2 separate regions of the Zea mays genome follow, and region 1 is linked to region 2. Evidence: chromatin contacts called from public Hi-C data. All regions are on one chromosome and are shown on one strand. Each heading gives the region's core, a stretch centred on a gene start, on an enhancer-like site or on the middle of the called end of the contact. The rest is flanking DNA. Distances are from core to core; before and after follow the strand shown. Region 1 holds the start of LOC100281145. Region 2 holds the start of LOC100382506 (vacuolar proton pump-like protein).

Evidence for each region. Hi-C and Micro-C count contacts between places; a contact is called where the count stands out from the background.
Region 1: a Hi-C map of root tip shows a contact between it and region 2, with 8 times the contacts expected there. The contact joins the promoter of LOC100281145 here to the promoter of LOC100382506 in region 2. A contact is called at or near these places in 12 of 25 Hi-C or Micro-C datasets (bundle sheath, ear, endosperm and 4 more) and 2 of 3 datasets of contacts at active chromatin or transcription factors (leaf and seedling).

The regions. Positions count from the first base shown.
Region 1 is chr9:16,107,379-16,111,413 of Zm-B73-REFERENCE-NAM-5.0, forward strand. It overlaps LOC100281145, which reads right to left and starts at 1,903. Exons shown (of 4, transcript NM_001196990.1): 1 at 1,568-1,903; 2 at 1,146-1,396; 3 at 698-1,034; 4 at 134-536. The coding sequence starts at 1,810. The coding sequence ends at 294.
Region 2 is chr9:15,894,257-15,898,568 of Zm-B73-REFERENCE-NAM-5.0, forward strand. LOC100382506 (vacuolar proton pump-like protein) reads right to left here and starts at 2,090. Exons shown (of 8, transcript NM_001357030.1): 1 at 1,748-2,090; 2 at 1-299. The coding sequence starts at 1,985.

The DNA.
Region 1 (4,035 bases), core at 653-3,152, 210 kb after region 2:
TAGTCTTAACCTTGTTGTTGAAGTACCGGTACCATTGAATATACACTTTAGCATCTATAGTCATGGCTTCTGACCAGGACACGCCAATGAAGCCGAGATAAGCTGCAACGAACTATATACACTTTATTTTATTAAAAATTAATTTCATTTATTATCTAGGATCGCAAAGGTTTCACCCTTATTCATTACATAGATACGACTAGCTTGAGCTTTAATTCGTACCGACTTTTACTACTTATACAGTGTTTTTGTCTCTAAGGATTAGTCCATGGATTTAATCCAAAGCGAACAAGCTATATCTTTGCAGTCTCTTTAACCAATTTCCCTCGAGAGAAATGTTCGTAGAGTCCAGCAGTATATTCTTTGACTTTCACCTTCTTGTATAGTGCTGGATGGTTCTCGTCTATCAGTTTGTCAGCGGGCCGGATTTCTCTCTCAGGATCTATAGAATAGAACAGAACCACTGATAGCCTCTCTTTCTCCGCGTTTGTTACAACCCGGTGCACTGGGCTCTTGAAGATCCCATTGCTTATTATCTGTGTAAAAGGAAAAGAAAAAACACAACAGTTATCTGTCTTGCATTTCAGCATTTATTCATATATAATAAGCATGACCAGATTAAATTAGCCAAACTTTAATCTCCCATTTGCAATCATAACAAAGATTGTAATGATAGTTCGTTAATAAATGAATTTACCTCTATTTGGTCTCCTAGATTGACGAGCAGGGTGTGAGGTCTGGTGCGCACGTCGTACCAGGCTCCGTCCCGGAAAACCTGAAGCCCGCCGACGCTGTCGTCTAGCATGAGAAGCGAGAGGAACGTGCCGTCGGAGTGAGGCCTCAGGCCGAAGACGAGGTCCGGCCGCGCGCACGGAGGGTAGTAGCTGAACCTGGCATGGGTGTCGGCCCTGTCGCCGAACTGGTCGATGAAGTAGTCGTCGTCGTCGCCGAGCTCATCTAGCGCCTTCGCCATTTCTCGAAGCAGGCAGTCCTTCACTCTCGTGCACTCTGTGGTGAAATCGTGCAGAACGTCCCTGCATATATAGAATTATATTAGACATGCATGTGGCAGACAGTCCTTCACCAAGTAGCTAGTAGAATTATATTGGAGTAATTAATCGATCAACATCATGGGAAGATCACACCTTAGACATGCGGGCCATAGGTCAAGGCTCCTGTCCTCCTGAGGCTCCACCAAGAGGTAAAGGCGGTCGCACCAGTCCAGGACCTGGTCCTCCGACGCCACCCGGTCGTTCCCGTACCCTTGGAGCTGGAAGTGCTTGCCGTCGATCATGTTGCTGTGCTTCTGCTTCTCCTGGAGCGGCTGCCTGAAGAACTCCCTCGACGCGTCCATCATGGCGTCCATGAGAGTGGCCTCGATGCCGTGGTTGGTCACCTGCATGCTCGACATCCATTACGTACGTGCTCCAGTCCAGATCTACGGTATATAGTACTCGACATCCATTACGTACGTGCTCCAGTCCAGATCTACGGTATATAGTAGAGTGCTCTGTAGCATGATAGATACACGGTGTGTTCGTGCGTATGCGTTAAAGCACGTACGTACCAGGAAGAGACCCCAGGACTCGAGCGCCAGCCGGAGCTTCGAGGCCTCGTCGGCGCCGCCGCCCGGCTGGCACAGCCGGGCGAGGTCGATGACCGGGACCGGCGCGGTTACCGTGACCTTGGGCTCGTTGCCTGCGCGCGCGACGTACCGAGCTGGCACGTCGTTCGCTGCGCCGGCGAGCTCTTGCACCGGCGGCGGCGGCGGCGGCAGCACCGGCCGAGCTTCCCCTCCTGCACTTTCCATTCTAGCAGGAGCTAGCTAGCTAGCAGAGGGCTGTGGCTTCTGTACGAGTACGACTAAAATATCATCGCTGCCGCTACGCCCGACGAACCGACGATAGCACAATGAGTGGCGCTCTGGCTAGTACGGTATATAGAGTGCTCGTCTCCGATCCGTCTACTCCTAGCTGCTAGCTAGCCAGCGATCGTTTCGACGCGTGTGGCCCGGAGCACCGCCGTGTTCGTCGATCGCATGTGCACAGAGATGAGATGACGTGCAAGTATGGACGGACTCGCGTTCTTCCCATCCCTAGCAGGCTAAACGTTTGGGAACCCGTGATTTTTTAGAATCTGGTTAATTTATGCACGTTAACCAATAAAATACAACAAAAGTTGATAATTAAGATTTTCTTTTTCTTGCAGCACGTCATCTAAAACACAAATGGTGTTTGGATCTATATATAGCAGATAAAATTTATCCGAGAATTTCTACTTAACCAAACGTTAGTTGCGCAAGAACATGTCCACGTTCGGATAACAGGATCCAGAAACAATTTCGTTCCTTGCCGTAAAAACAAACGAGTACTTATTTGTAATGTATTGTTGTTGAATGTCACGTGGCTGTTAATGTTATATAAAATATAATGTGGTCGTACTTTTATTGTCGGGAATGGAGCCTCGGACGAGAATGAATACGAGATAAATTTTACACCGTAATAGGCATGGAGATGAAAACAAGGATAAATATAGCTTCATGTGTGAATGTAGACGAGGTGTCTAAATCTAATAGAAAATTCTCCATTGACACATAGGGATAGGTCAAGGTATGTGCTCATGTATATATATAGCCGTATAAAACATTGTTTTATATTATGTACATCAATATTTACTGAGCTGGAGATGGAGATAGCTAGCTCCGGATGGAGTCCGGAGTGGCGCGTGCTGTCCGGCCCCTCTCCTGGGGTGCCCGGCCGGCTGTCCTCTTCGATCTTCGTCAGGTCGCTCCATGCCGATAGCACATCGATTGGCCTAGCAACTTGACCTTACCGTGCGTGATATCATCTCCCAATGCAAGTCCCAACAGGGACAAACAACTACAGTTCCAGGGTCGGTTAAACGCGCGCCATCCTGCAGCCAACTACCATATGACCGGAACTCCGGATGTCCCGATCCGTTGCAGGCGCCATCCTGCAAGTGCAGGTGCCTGATATGTCGATTCATCATCTGTCCCTGGCCCTGACGCATGCGCCATCGACCGTGCTGCTTCTGCAACACTTTGGGCTAGCAAGTCGGGGTCCAATGAATTCGGTCTTTATTACCGTCGGTCTCGGTCACCTTGACTATCGACTAAAGTCACTAAACTACAACCGTTTTCAACCCTATCAATCATAACGCGTTCCAGTAAATAGTGTCTTTATTGTCAGTGTACAGGTATCATAGTGTCACATCAACTTTTTTATGAACTAATATTTGAAATGAAACACAATATTTATTTGAAAAAAAAAATCATCCGATCACGATTTTTTTTAAAAAAATACATAACTCAAACAAAATAAATAAAAAATTTAAAGAGTTTATATAGTTACTAAAAAAGATACGGTAATGCTCATTGTTATCCTCCTCCTCCGCCTCTTCCGCGTTTCTACTTCATCTAGTTTAATTGCTTGATAATTTTTTTACGGTCAACTTGTGTCCCCATTTTATGTTATTATCTATATCGGTGGTGTACTGATCCAACAATTTTATGAAGTATTCATACAATTTTGATTGAGTTGACCTCTGGTTGTCTTTATAGAGCTTTCTGGTTGTCATTATAGAGCTTGCTCATCATACTTTTCTCTATAATAAGGGACTCATTGCTACTCGTTGCTAGTCCTTTCCCTTTATATTGTGCTATTGCTATATCTGACCAATATGACATGTAGATTTGACATTGTGCGACAATGCGGAGCTATAATCGTTGTCCATGTTGAGATAAAATTGTTTACTGTCATCGTTGAAGTCATCATCCACATGTTGCACGTACCAATTGGGCGAATAACACGCCATATGCTCCAACTTGGAAGTATGTTTCGCCATACCTATTTCAGAAACTCTCCTTTACTCCTTCAAGGAGCATAGCATCATCTAATCCGCTCGGCCAGGCCAGAGACAATCGCTTGTACATGTCATTCAAAGAGGGTGGACTTATAGTTGTTTGTTGACCACCGATCCTTCAACTGCTTTTGAATACAATGACGAGAAGGTTCG
Region 2 (4,312 bases), core at 840-3,339:
AAAAGCCTTGCCAACACCCTTCCTAGCTTCCAGGGTAGTTCTGGCATTCGCATATGTGGCAATCTTCATGCCAAGGAAACCAGAGACCAGAGAGGTGATGGCTCCAAGCAAGAAGGACACAGTGCTAAAGAGTGCAGTGAACAGCGCAGGCTTGCAGTACTTGTCCTTGCTATATGTGCAGGGCTGGCTCTTCGTGCTGAATCCCTCAACCGAACCAAGGAAGAGGAAGATCACAACAGCGAAGATAGCCATGAAGATACCAACATATTGGTACTCGGTGAAAAGAAACGATGTTGCTCCTGTCCATAAAAGAGCAAGAGTTTTTTTTTAGATGTCAATCATATGGTTAGGATCACTAGGATGTAAATATAAAACCACACAAGGTTATATTGTGCTGCAAATTCAAACTGTGTACAATACAATGGTACAATAGTAGATTCAGAAAGAATGTCAAAACCTGTCCAGTTTATATTTGCAGTATCAGAAAATAAATAACGGGTGATTAATAGACTGAAGCATCCAACATCCATTTGTCAACCACACAGGTAAGCAGCTAACTCATGGACCCCCAACCAGGTAACTCCAAAAGTGCTCATCTTCCTGTGTCGCCGTCTCAATCATAGAAAATAGCACATGCACATCGGGTCAAAGATTGGTGACCCGCTTAAAACAAAAGCCCCACATATCGGACAAGTATCTGATGAGCACTAGGGCCATCCATGCTGATCTAAATGGGAAGTTCAAAGGTCAGTGAACAAACGACACGTGGGTGACAGATGGCAGAGAACCCCCACCCAGGAACTTCCAGGTCCAGATCTACTTACCAAATGGTGCTCTGCCTAACTTGCTACGTGTTTGCATAATCAATTTGTGACAGATCCGTCACGCACCTTCCATTACCGAGTTTTAGTCTAGAAGAAAGGCGCCAGGCGAGATCGGGCCATGTCAACTGAAAGCTACACCTTTTACTGCAGCACCGACACAGGGCAAGAACACGGATAGGCATTAAAAGACAACTTCAATAAAGCCTAGATCCACCAGCTAAGCTACTACAAGCATCCAAAGCCAAAGCCCACACTCATCACACGTCCAAGAGGTGGGAAAAAGGAATTGTTTGCCAGCCCTACTTGGGGCCCGTGAATCGAATACTAGCAAAACAACAGTAGCACATCACATGAGCCACCCTTGAAAAAAATCCACAGTTGGGACGGTGCCAGTAGTGAACAAAAATATATCATAAAAAAGTACATAGTTTGAAGGGTTTGAAGGGGGGAAGGGATACACCAATTGTTAGTCCCCAGAGGTACCGAGCCCCCACCCACCCACCCCACACAGACATAGATATTTGTCTTCCATTCCGAAAAAATCATGCAACCTGAAACTCGCTTCGGTCCTAACAAAATGATGATTTTGTGCTACCTAGACAGTTGCTACGGTCCCGGAAGAGGGTAAAAATAGAATGGCATTCGAGCTCACCCAGGCATCCGCAGCCTAATAATAGGAACTTCACCGCCAGATGACCAGATCAGCGTGAAACCCACTAAATAAACGAACGGGTAGCAAAACTCCGGACCTTCTACCCCCCGCAAAGATCTCACCCACTCTTAGAGAAACGTGTGCATATCCTATTAACAAACGACGGACACTAAAAAAACATAATCCTCGCCGGAGCAGCCGAGAAACGCGTGGATCTAGGCGGACCCAGCATCGGCCCCAGATCTGAGGAACCCCCGGCGGGCGGCCTCACCTTCGGAGATGGCGTTCTGGATCTCGGCGCACTTGACGACGACGTTGTGGTCGTTGAGCCCCTCCTCCTCCTCGATGAGGGAGTCGGCGTAGCCGGCCTTGCCGCCGCTGCCGCCGGACGCGGCCGGGGAGAGCTTCACGCGCGACACGACCACCCACTGCACGACGGCGAAGGCGATGCCGATGACGGCGGCGACGGGGATGAGCACCTCGGTGGCGAGCGCCGAGAGGATCGCCATGGCGGCGACCGAACCCTAATAACGGACGGACGGACGGACGGACGCGAGGGCGGCGGCGGGGTGGGGGAAGGGAGGAGGCGACGCGTCTCGCTCTGCACGCTCTTCGCCTGTGCTCGGGGCGCGTGCCTTATATAGCGGGGAAGGTGCGTCCGGAGGAGGGAGTGTGGAATGGACGGAGGTGGCCAGGAGAGAGAAGAAGGGGGGGTGGGTCGTGAATGCAGTTAACTTGGAAGGGTTAGGTGTGAAAGTTGCAGGCCTTGCTGGTGCGGTGGGCCCGGGATGGCAGGTGGGCCCAGGAGATAAATATCTTTTAGCTTATCTCCGTTATTTAGGGTTATAGGCATAGGCATGGAAAGATCTGGATCAAGTGAGTGAGCTTGCACTGACGTGTCATTTGCCTTCAGCATTGGATAAGCTAATGATCTTCTTGGATACTGCATTAGCGACGGGGTGTTTGGTACTAGTTGTGTTTAGAACCTTGCGTTGCTTAGCAAGCTAACTTGTCTGGGCAAGCTAGCTTTTCCTCGTCGTTGAAGCGGACGGGCGGCCAATTCGGCTCTCCCGCGCTGGCAAGGCGAGCGGACGGAGAAAGCTACCACGTTCTGCGATTGGAGGCTGGCCGACGGGTGGGCCTTCCTGTACTATTTCAGTCACGACATGCATGTCGTTGTGCTATTTAAATTGTCCATGGTTATATTTGCTGGCCAAGCTGAGCAAGATTAGGCAGCCTTACCATGCTAGCCTGTGCTGCTAAAAGAACCAAGCACCCCCCAACGTGCTTACTCTGTCTTTTTTTAGGCATGAGCGAGCAATGGCGAATTTAGCAAAGAATGATGTCGGAATAGGGTCAGCTTCATTATATGATGCAATGTTTTTTCAAACTTTAGTGTTTTATTTAAAGATTTATAAATTTTATCGGGGTCAACTGACCCCAACAAACACCCATATGGCCATATATCCACTCCTGCCAGCGAGCGGACGATGGCTCAAGAGAGGTGGCAAACTCTTATTCTTAGGCTATTTTGAACCATTCCCCCTCCTAAATCCCTACATTCATAATTTCTATTTATATTTAAATATCTATCTCCTCAAATATCTGTCCCTTATTTTTCCTCATATCCAATCATTTTCCTATTCAAGTCCCCTTAACCCTGGGTTATTTGACTTTTATACATCGGTTTTTGGAATTTTAAATGATTATACAATTTTTTGTAGTGTTATAATACATATTGTTATCTGCTAAGTAAATCTAAAAATTAATTTTGTAATTATTATAGCTGATTAGCGGAGAGGGGGTGAGAGCTCTCACCGAGAAGAGCGTGAGGGGGGAGGGGAGCCGTTGGACGCTCACGGGGAAGCCCAGCTCACTGGCCAGGGGCTAGGGTTGGAAAATTAGCTCGAGGCTCGCGAGCCGGCTCGAGCTCGGAGCGGCTCGCGAGCCTCAAACGAGCCGAGCTGAGCTCCTGTTTCGAGCTCGTTTTTGCAGCGAGCCGAGCCGAGCCGGCTCGTTCCAGCTCGCGAGCCTTGCAAAAATGATCAATTTATGGAATAATAATGAATATTAGATAATTTTATGGATAATAGCTCATTTTTTAGTCTTCGATGATGAATATATTACAAGTTATAATTTAATTTACTCATAATGTAGAATGATGATTCTATATTTCAAATTTATATAATGTTAATTCACCAAATAATGCAACGATAATTACCAGAATATGGCTCAGAGCCGAGCCGAGCCTCTTTCGCTAGCTCGTGGAATGGACGAGCCGAGCCGCACCGAGCCGAACTGAGCTGAGCTCGGCTCGGCTCGTTTCCAGCCCTACCAGGGGCGGGGGCGGTGCCACTGCCAGGTACCCTTAGAGAGTCTTGAGGCTAACTTGTTAAAATCGTTTTTTAATGGATTTTTATTTTCTCAAAAAAAGTTTATTTTTCTTCGTAAAATCAGAATACCTCGAAAAATAAAGTTATCAAACTAGCTTTAGGGGTTTTATTAGAGCATCTCCGAGAGCTACCCAGAAAATGACTCATCAAAATCAGTTTTAAGGGGCATCTAAAAAATTAGTGCGGGTAGATTTTAATCATTTCTCTAACATATCCTCTTAAAGCGGCAGATTGTTTCTGGGTAGCCCAAAAAACTCCTCATTTGTAGTTACAAATGTGTGAGTTTTTAAAGGCTATGAAAAGTTGGGAACGTTATAATGAAACTGTTGGAGACATGTTTTTGTGTTTTTACTAAAAAATTGATTTAGAAAAGACTTCTAGGAAGTTATTGGAGATGCTCTTAGAACGCGGCAATACACAGGACTCGTATAGAAAATTTACGA